Regions from separate parts of the Mus musculus genome. Here all the other regions are linked to region 1. A link is a contact called in public promoter capture Hi-C data. All regions are on one chromosome and are shown on one strand. The core of a region is the stretch at or near the end of the contact, and the rest is flanking DNA. Distances in the headings are between cores, read along the strand shown.

The links. Promoter capture Hi-C pulls out the DNA fragments that hold promoters and counts their contacts.
Region 2: a promoter capture Hi-C map of pre-B cells shows a contact between it and region 1, with 4 times the contacts expected there. The contact joins the promoter of Akap11 here to the promoter of Tpt1 in region 1. A contact is called at or near these places in 1 of 39 promoter capture datasets (pre-B cells), 2 of 115 datasets of contacts at active chromatin or transcription factors (astrocytes and extraembryonic endoderm stem cells) and 2 of 9 other capture datasets (adipose tissue and liver).
Region 3: a promoter capture Hi-C map of pre-B cells shows a contact between it and region 1, with 3 times the contacts expected there. The contact joins the promoter of Dnajc15 here to the promoter of Tpt1 in region 1. A contact is called at or near these places in 2 of 39 promoter capture datasets (liver and pre-B cells) and 1 of 9 other capture datasets (liver).

What each region holds. Positions count from the first base shown.
Region 1 is chr14:75,843,757-75,846,680 of GRCm38.p6, forward strand. It overlaps Tpt1 (tumor protein, translationally-controlled 1), which reads left to right and starts at 1,500. Exons shown (of 6, transcript NM_009429.3): 1 at 1,500-1,700; 2 at 1,861-1,934; 3 at 2,447-2,637. The coding sequence starts at 1,673. Gm4285 (predicted gene 4285) reads right to left here and starts at 1,208. Exons shown (of 3, transcript NR_045294.1): 1 at 1,018-1,208; 2 at 795-901; 3 at 1-226.
Region 2 is chr14:78,535,330-78,538,253 of GRCm38.p6, forward strand. It overlaps Akap11 (A kinase (PRKA) anchor protein 11), which reads right to left and starts at 1,531. Exons shown (of 12, transcript NM_001164503.1): 1 at 1,383-1,531.
Region 3 is chr14:77,873,472-77,876,395 of GRCm38.p6, forward strand. It overlaps Dnajc15 (DnaJ heat shock protein family (Hsp40) member C15), which reads right to left and starts at 1,446. Exons shown (of 6, transcript NM_025384.3): 1 at 1,327-1,446. The coding sequence starts at 1,428.

The DNA of each region.
Region 1 (2,924 bases), core at 250-2,749:
ACTGCTTAGCTTCAAATCTTCAGCTCTCTTTCACCATGGTTTTGTTTTTTTTTTTGTTTTTTTTTTTTGTTTTTTTTTGTTTTTTAATTCTTCAATGAGCCGGACGGTGGTGGTGCACATCTTTAATCCCAGCACTTGGGAGGCAGAGGCAGGCGGATTTCTGAGTTCAAGGCCAGTCTGGTCTATAAAGTGAGTTCCAGGACAGCCAGGACTATACAGAGAAACCCTGTCTCGAAAAAACAAAAACAAAAAAAAATTTTTAATGATGTTAAAAAAATACATTTGGGCATAAAACTGGAGAAAATAACAGAAAAATCCAAAAAGAATATGTTTGGGGATCTATGTAAATGAGCATTTTTGAATAATTTGAAAATGAATACCTGGGATGTGCAAATAAGATTCACATAACTCAGAAATAACTGAGTTTTGAGACTGCTAAGTCATAGCCCCTCGGTTCTATGTCTACGTTTTCTGATGTCCTTCACTTTTTTACTGTTACCCCGTGTCCTTTAGAGTATCTAGGAAAGCAGCAGACCACCGCATCTTAAGTGGACGGTTTTTCTTCTGCTCTTTGGCTAGAGTTTTATTCCTGAATGGTTTACTCTGTGCTTGTAACACTTTGTTAGTGTGAACTGCCTTCTCCTTTGACATACTAACCTAACCTTCTGTCCGAGGGCAGGCAGGGCTGGCTATGTCCTTCTTAAGCGAGAAAATTGCAACACTAGGGTTACAACGGACTATAACCAAATCTGGAAGGGAAGAAACTGTGATTTCATCCTGCCATACATGTTTACCTGAACGGTGGGTCTCGGAAGTTGTATGTTGTACTTCGTGGTGGATGCGAAAGCCCTTCAAGTGACCCGGGCAAGTGGGAAGCTCCTTATTTTGGGTCTGTTTAGTCCTGCATCGCCAGGAATAAAAGGGATAAAAGTGACAATACAGAACTGTCCTAACAAAGGACACCGTTTGCGACCAAGAGCAGAACAGGCCAGCGAAGAGCTGTCCGGCCAGACCCACCGCAGGCTTTCACTTTCGGAACCCACTAGAGGACCAGTCCCCAGGACATCTCCCTCCGCGAGCAAAACCGGTGCAGTCTGTGGGCAGCCAAGGACCGGAGGTCGGAGACCCGGGACACCAGCCCGGCGCCATCCCCGTAGTCCCCGCAGGCTCAGCGGCGCGCCCGACAACAGTCATCCGATTCTGCTGACATTTTCTTTCCGAGAAAGGGGTGGGAACTGAAGCGGCGTGGCGGGAGGCGGGGCGCAGTCACACCCTGGCCACGCCCGGGCGGCGACTCAAGCGTCCGGCCATCGGTCGGCCGCAAGTCCCTTCCCGTCCCAGCATGCCCCGGGCGCACTATCCGCACACCGCCCCCGTTGCCCCGCGCACCCAGGGGCACTCCGCATTGTGTCCCAGCAGAGTCCCCGGATGCCCTCCCGGGGCCGGCCGGGCGTAGCCACGCCCCCGCACCGCCCTGCGTTCACGTCACCGCTGACGACAGTTCCGGGGGAGCCGCGGACGGTGACGTAGCCGAGCGTGCCCTCTATATGAGGTTGGGGAGCGCCCGCGTCGGCCTTTTCCGCCCGCTCCCCCCTCCCCCCGCGCGCCGCTCCGGCTGCACCGCGCTCGCTTCCGCGCTGTCAGGCTAGCGCCGCCGTCCCCAGCCGTCACCATGATCATCTACCGGGACCTCATCAGCCGTAAGTCCCGGCGCCCGCGGGCCTGGGTGCGGGTGGGCACCGGGGAGGCCGGGGACACGAGCGCAGAGCTTGGGCCGGGAGCCGCCGCGTGCGCCGAGCCCGGCGCGGGAAATGGCGGGCCTTCGCTCGCTCACGGGCGGCTCTCTCTGTTCGCTTTCAGATGACGAGCTGTTCTCCGACATCTACAAGATCCGGGAGATCGCGGACGGGCTGTGCCTGGAGGTGGAGGGCAAGGTGAGCGGGGCGCCGCGCGCGGGGAGGCTGGCCGCCTGCCTGCCGGGTCGGCCGAGCCGGGCCGGGCTGGGCTGGGCGCCGCGGGGAGGCCGCTGGAACTCGTGCAATCCTCGCTGCCGCCTCCAGGCGGAGGAGACGCTCTTGCGGACCTTGGGTTTTTCTAGAAAAGTGGAGGCGGAGCCGAGCCTGGAAATAGGTCCGCGAACTCAGCGCCATCCTCTTTCCGGGCGAACGGGGACATATTGTCTATAAGACAGGTTTGCGCTGTGCGCGCTTAACCCGTGGCGACTCGAGAGAGGCCACAGCAACTTGGTTCCGCTTGATGAGAGTGACCACCTCTCTCAGTCCGGGCAGCGACTATTTGGGGGGAGGTTAAGATGTTTCAGGGAGCTGACTGATCGTTGCCGGACCTTTTTTTTTTTTTCTCTTTTTTTCTTTTTTTTTTTTTTTTTTTGCCCCTTCGACTAAGTTGTATTGTCTTTTTGTTTTGTTTTGTTTTCTTCTAAATGTAGATGGTCAGTAGAACAGAGGGTGCCATCGATGACTCGCTCATCGGTGGAAATGCTTCCGCTGAAGGTCCGGAGGGCGAAGGTACCGAAAGCACAGTAGTCACCGGTGTTGACATTGTCATGAACCATCACTTACAAGAAACCAGCTTCACAAAAGAGGCTTACAAAAAGTACATCAAAGACTACATGAAATCGTAAGTGACATAAACACCCCGTTTTGGTGGTCAGCTTCCTAGAAGAAGTTGGTTGCTTAGGTAGGAAGGGCTTAAGAAAGGAGGGTCTTTTGTTATACAGTGAAGGTTGATTTTCAATAATGTGAGCAAGCCGGTAGAAAGTTACTTTAAAGGTAATATAGGAATTACATTCTTTTAAATGGTTTCTTGTCACCTAGTAAACTATCATTTTGCTAGAAGACATTACCTATTGGAGCTTATATTCTTACTTTACTGAAAGATTATTCAGTATTTTGATGACCTGTTAC
Region 2 (2,924 bases), core at 281-2,780, 2.7 Mb after region 1:
GTCTGAAACCCTTGCCACAACTTAGAAAGACTAGCAACAAAGATGAGTGGAAGGGAACTTTTGCTAACTCCTTTGCCCACTCACCTAAGTTTTTCATATCTCCCTGTGTGACTAGAATTCCCCTATTTATAGCTGGAAATTTCCCTTTACACAACCTGCTGCATTATGATCGGAATTGGCTGAGTTCCTTTCCCAGACACTAAGTCTTTGGAATTAAAATAAAATGTACCATCCTTTCTCCCAAAGGATTTTCTTCTGTTTCCCTGACGAAGCCCTGGAATTCAGAGGCTTGAGAAGGCTAGCAAATCTCTCACTACAGTTCTGGGCCTCCAACTTCAGAATCTTCAACAACTGAGAAACATCACTGGGCACAGAGTATATACTGCCAATTCCTTTCCAGGCAGATCAGTTGAGCAGTTCTGTAGCTATCTACATTAGCCACAGCTCAGCTTATAAACCCACGTCTTCCCCAATTCCCTCATATCCCTTCATCCCTCATAAGTCAGTTACTAACTACACAACTAATTGCTTAATTTACTGCCAACCTATGATTCACAATCCTGCCTGGAAAACACAATCAAGTATGAATAACCAGGTTATTCCTTGAAAAAAATGCTTCTATAGTTTGAAAGATTAGGTGGGACTATTGAAAATGACATCAATCATACTAGGCTGCCTTTTACCAGCACACACACCAACACATACACACACACACACCAAGCAAACACAAAGACATTAAAACAAAATCACCTTTGCATGAATAAATACTCCATCTTTCCTGATGCCCTTATTTTATATATTTTCATACATAACAAAATTGAGTACCAATATAAATAACACTGCTAACAAGGTGAGAAAGATGCAAAGGAAAACAAGCGATTTAGAAGCAAATGGATAATCACAAGGCTATAAAAGAACTGCGAATATTAACTCCAGTATGCGCCAAGGCCATTAGCGATGTGTCTCAGCAGTATTGCTCACCGCAAAATGCCTTAATGCCTAAAGCTAAGCCACCTCCAACTAATAGGGTTTTTTTTTCTTTTCTTTTCTTTTTAAAGACCGTAGGCAGAGCTAAAGGACTGTCACCAAGCTATACCAGGGGTTTAGACTGTACTGTCACTGTGGTCTGGCCAGCCCATTTTCTATTTGATAGCGCAATTCGGATGCTTGGCCAGCCTGGAGGCGACGTGACAGCGATGCAAACAGCGGCATCTGGGGTTAGGGCAGCGCCGGGGACCTGGGTTCGGACGCTGACAGGGAAGGATGCTGCTGCGGAGGACAAAGTGCACCGTCCTCCCGCCCGCGCCCCACGCAGCGAGGCCACGGCGCCCGGCCGCAGTCTGGACCCGGCCCTCTGGCTCCCGGTTCCCTGCCCCGCTCACCAGGCGGCACAGCCTCTCAGCTCCCGGGCATGTCAGCCTCCCGTCACGGCCCGCAACGCCCGGTGGCGCGAGCCGCAGCGCAGCGGCGCTCCCCCTCGCCCGCCCCAGCCCGCGACGCCACCGCCGCCGCCTCCCCACGCCGCCCACTCACTCTCGCGAGAGCCGTCGCACCTCTCGCGAGAACGACCCCGTGGCCGAGCCCGCGCAAAAGGAACAAGGGGTGGGGGGAAAATATCTTCCCACGTGCTCTGGAGGGCAAAGCTGCGGGTCGCCCGTCACGTGACGCGGAGGCGCCCTCTCCATTGGCCAGGCGGCCCTCGGCCCGTGGGAGCTTTAAACCTCGAGCTGACCTACGAACTCTCGGCTGACGTCTTGCGCGCTTCCTGGTGCGTTGCCTTGGGAACGGCTTAACCCTTTCCTCTGGCAAGCGCCCGAGCCCAGGATGCTGGCATCCCATCCGCCACCCTTAGACCTTCCTGGGGCTGGTTTCCCACAGCCAGTGGCAGCCCACGACATCAGGGGTCCAGACACAGCCCATCCTTCAGAATGGGTCTGCCCGGTTCCCAACATCATCAGGGGAAACCACTGAGGAAGCCTTGGGCCCAATCGGAACCTCTGGAGTCAGTCTAAAGGGCAGTGCACTTCCCAACCCCACGGGCCATTGAAATTGGAAAATAAGGCTTTGACCACCAAGAAGCCTAGCCTTGGGTGACAAGCTGTGTGATTCCTGTTTAAATCAGAGGAATCGGTGCAGTCATGTTGCATGGTCTCCTCAAGGACATACGGTCCTCAAACTGGCCGAGAGATGAGAAGGACATTTTGAAGTAGATGCTCCTTATTTGTTTTATCCTCTTTAGGGGAGAGAGACAAGAAAGAGTACAGTCATATCTTCGTTCTCTTCAACAGCTTTTGGCTGCTTTCCTTACACGTTTTAGGCATAATTCCAGGTTGTCTATTGAACACTATGAAGACAAATAGATTAGGTTGTTGAGAGCTGGGGCCGGGTTGGGGGAGGGGGTGGATATCTGTAGGTGTTAACTCGCAGATTATCATCATCTGATGGTGGTGGTTACAATTGGGCCACTGCTTGGGGGTGGTGCCCTTGTGGGAGGAAAGATTCAGGCAGTGATTTGGATAGCAGCCCTACATCGCTAGCAGAAAGTAGAATAATTCACAAGCCCCAAATCCGGATCTAATCTAGCACATTTGAATAACAAGAAATAAACTTGGGATGATAATAGAGGCTAGATCCCTTACTGCTTCATCAACCAAGAAAAGAACTGGGAGTTTAGTCTACAATGAAAAGCTTTGACCTCTTAAAGGGGGGAACAATAACAATTAGTTTAAAAAAAAAAACAAAAAACTAGTAAGCTCTTCCCTGTAGAGAGTGAATTTTACGGAAGCTGAAACAACAAGGAACTCGTCCAGGTAAAAGACAATCCTGTGAGAACCAATTTCCAATGACCTTGACAGTCTCCAAAATGTGTTAAGTCAGAGCCCTAAGCGCTGGCTGCTGACTTGTATTTAAAATATGTAGATTTT
Region 3 (2,924 bases), core at 196-2,695, 2.0 Mb after region 1:
GATTTAGACCAGGTATTCTCAACACAGTCAACATCGATCCCTCAGGGACAATCTGAAAACGCTGTGAAGCCCTTTTGAGCTTCCACAGTAGTTTGCCTAAGAGGAAGAGTACTTTGTGGATGGTCGACTCCCGATTTCAAAAGTCCTATCATGTGCAAGGCTGGCCAACCAGGAATAAAAAACCATCCCTAACTCTCCAAGTGTTACAAGATGCCAGTGACATTAAATGGTGAATAACCAGTTTCTGGCCATCTTTGTTTTGTTAAGAACTTTCAACCATTTATACTTCTACTCTGTTTTAGTACAGGCTTAATTTTCCATAAGTGAACTTACCCTACAAAGTGAGGAGACATTTCTAACAATTTACCTCAGAGTGTTTGCTTTTTTGGGAAAAAAAAAATTTTTTTAAATAACAACAGGATGCCAATATCTGATAGGCCAGGAAGTAAGAAGGCTGAAGCAGGAGAATCGTAAGCTCCAGGCCAGCGTAGGAAATACAGTGAGTCCTTTTAAAAAATAAAATCCTGCCGGCTTGGCATTTGTAGCTGTCCCATGTACAACTGCTGCAATGCGAGGGCAATATGATCACTTCATTGCAGCCTGTAATATAATAAATAACGTGAAGGCATTTACAAATTCAAACAGCTACTTATTACTAAGAAGATATTTACTTCACCGTTACGTTTCAATTTGACTATTATATTGATTTTTAGAAACTTTAATTTCATGTCAGGATATCACAAGAAAGTTGGTTTTTTTTTTTGTTTTGTTTTGTTTTTGTTTTTGTTTCTGTTATAGAAAGGACAGTGGCGTGAACTGGTGAAGACTCCCACAATTTAGCATTCCTGAGGCTGGCTGTTAAAGAGACCTCCTAAGTTATGTCCTGAATTCTAGACTCTCCTACAGATGTGAACGAGCGGGGTGACTCGGTCAGTGGAGGTGATGGCTGACTTGAGTTCGATCTTCAGGAACCACAAGGTGGAAGGAAAGAAGCCGCCTCAATAAATCGCAAGCATTTTCTGCCCGGATCTAGGCTGAGTTGCTCCAGACTTGGGGGTGCTAGAGGTCCCAACTGTTCTCACGCAGCTTCGCGCCCTGGTTCTTAACTACTTTTCCCCAAGGGAGGCTCCTGGCTCCACCGGGCCCCCTCTGCCCAGGGGGAACCCATGGGTCTCTTCACTGGATAACCGTGGGCCTGTTCTGTGGTCCGTGACACTTTGAGGAGACAGCCAGGTACCACGCCGGGCACAGGCAGCCGGGCAAGGGGGTGGGAGTGGGAGGTCTTGGGGTTTAGGGGTGCAGGTCAGTGGCGGCCGGCAGACTCACCGCTGTGTGGTCGATGTCGGCGTCCGACCTTTGGGCAGAAGGAGGCAGGTATTCGGCGTAGCGCAGCCCCTCTCTGGAGGTCACGCCGCCACCGGTAGCCATGGCACTGCAGGACTCCGAGGACGCACTGAGTTGTCTACGGGGCGTCCGCGGGGACAAATTAGTGCGGACCGGTTAAGTTCGCGCTCTGAGTAGGTGTTCAGTTTTATTAGTGGAGACCTGGCTGCAGAGAATCTGGTTCTCATTCCATCTCCGATAAACTGACCCTGTCAAAGCCCGGGGTCAGACCCTTACAGAGCCTTGTTTGTTTGTTTGTGCCACCCTCCACTATAACAACCAAGCCTGAAGAGGCGGGGCCTTCTTAGGTCTACCTTGAGTTTCCTCTAAAACCAGGCAGGGAGAGATTCCAAAGTACCGCGATGGTGCCTGGGAATAGAAACAAGGCCAGGGAGGGCTTCCTTGCTTGACCTTCCCAACTAGAAATGAATGTGATTTCACATGTTAGTGAAATCACTGGGAAGATACTGATGATCCACTAACTTGCGCTCACAGCAAATGATTTTGACTAATTTGAATACATAAAGACTTAACTTCATTATTAATGTTTAGGTCAAGCTTTCTCGAACAGATATTAGGCAATAACTGAAGCTAATACGCTTTCTAACCCCTGTACCAAGTTGGCTGCTGTTTTACCCTTTATACACTTTGCAATCCAGCCTACAAGAAGGTTTTTTTTTGTTTTGGGGTTTGGTTTTTTTGTTTTGTTTTGTTTTTTTACATTAAAAGTTGTAAGAACCTAGCTGGGCGTGATGGCGCACGCCTTTAATCCCAGCACCCAGGAGGCAGAGGCAGGCAGATTTCTGAGTTCGAGGCCAGCCTGGTCTACAAAGTGAGTTCCAGGACAGCCAGAGCTATACAGAGAAACCCTATCTTGAAAAACAAAACAAAACAAACCATACAAACAAACAAACAAAAAACCAGTTGTAAGAACCTATTAATTTATCCATATATTATTATTCTCATGCTTAGGGCCTGAAGGAATTTAGAATCAGGAAGGAAAGATTACATTAAACACCATGCTAGTACCATATACTAAAAGCACGAGCAAGCATGCTAGATTAGCTACAAATGAAAGCAAAATCAGTGTCAGAGTTCACAGAGAGAAACGAGAACAGCCACAAAGGCTTCCTTGGAGGCTCAGCCACTGATGTGGTCAGTAGGGAGCATGGGGTTTGTTTTAGTTAGAAGAAGAAAGGGGTCACAAATTCCACATGGAAATAAACACCAAGAATTGAGCCGGTGATATGTAATAATGTGTTAAAAATACTTCAGAACTCTTCAGAAACACGGCTTTATTACATAAATTACTTTATTAAGCCAATCCACAATTATTCGTGATCAAACCAAATGAATTGGATTGAAGCCTACATATCATGCATTCATCATCCATGTGTTCAGTGTATTCAATTTATTGAGCATATGTCAGGTCTTGGGTACAGTGCTGGGGGACTGTGCCTTTAGCATCAAGTAAACAAATAAGGTCTCCGAGTCCTTGGAGTTACAGTCTAAGGGAGGCTAATGATGTATCCTAGCAGCTG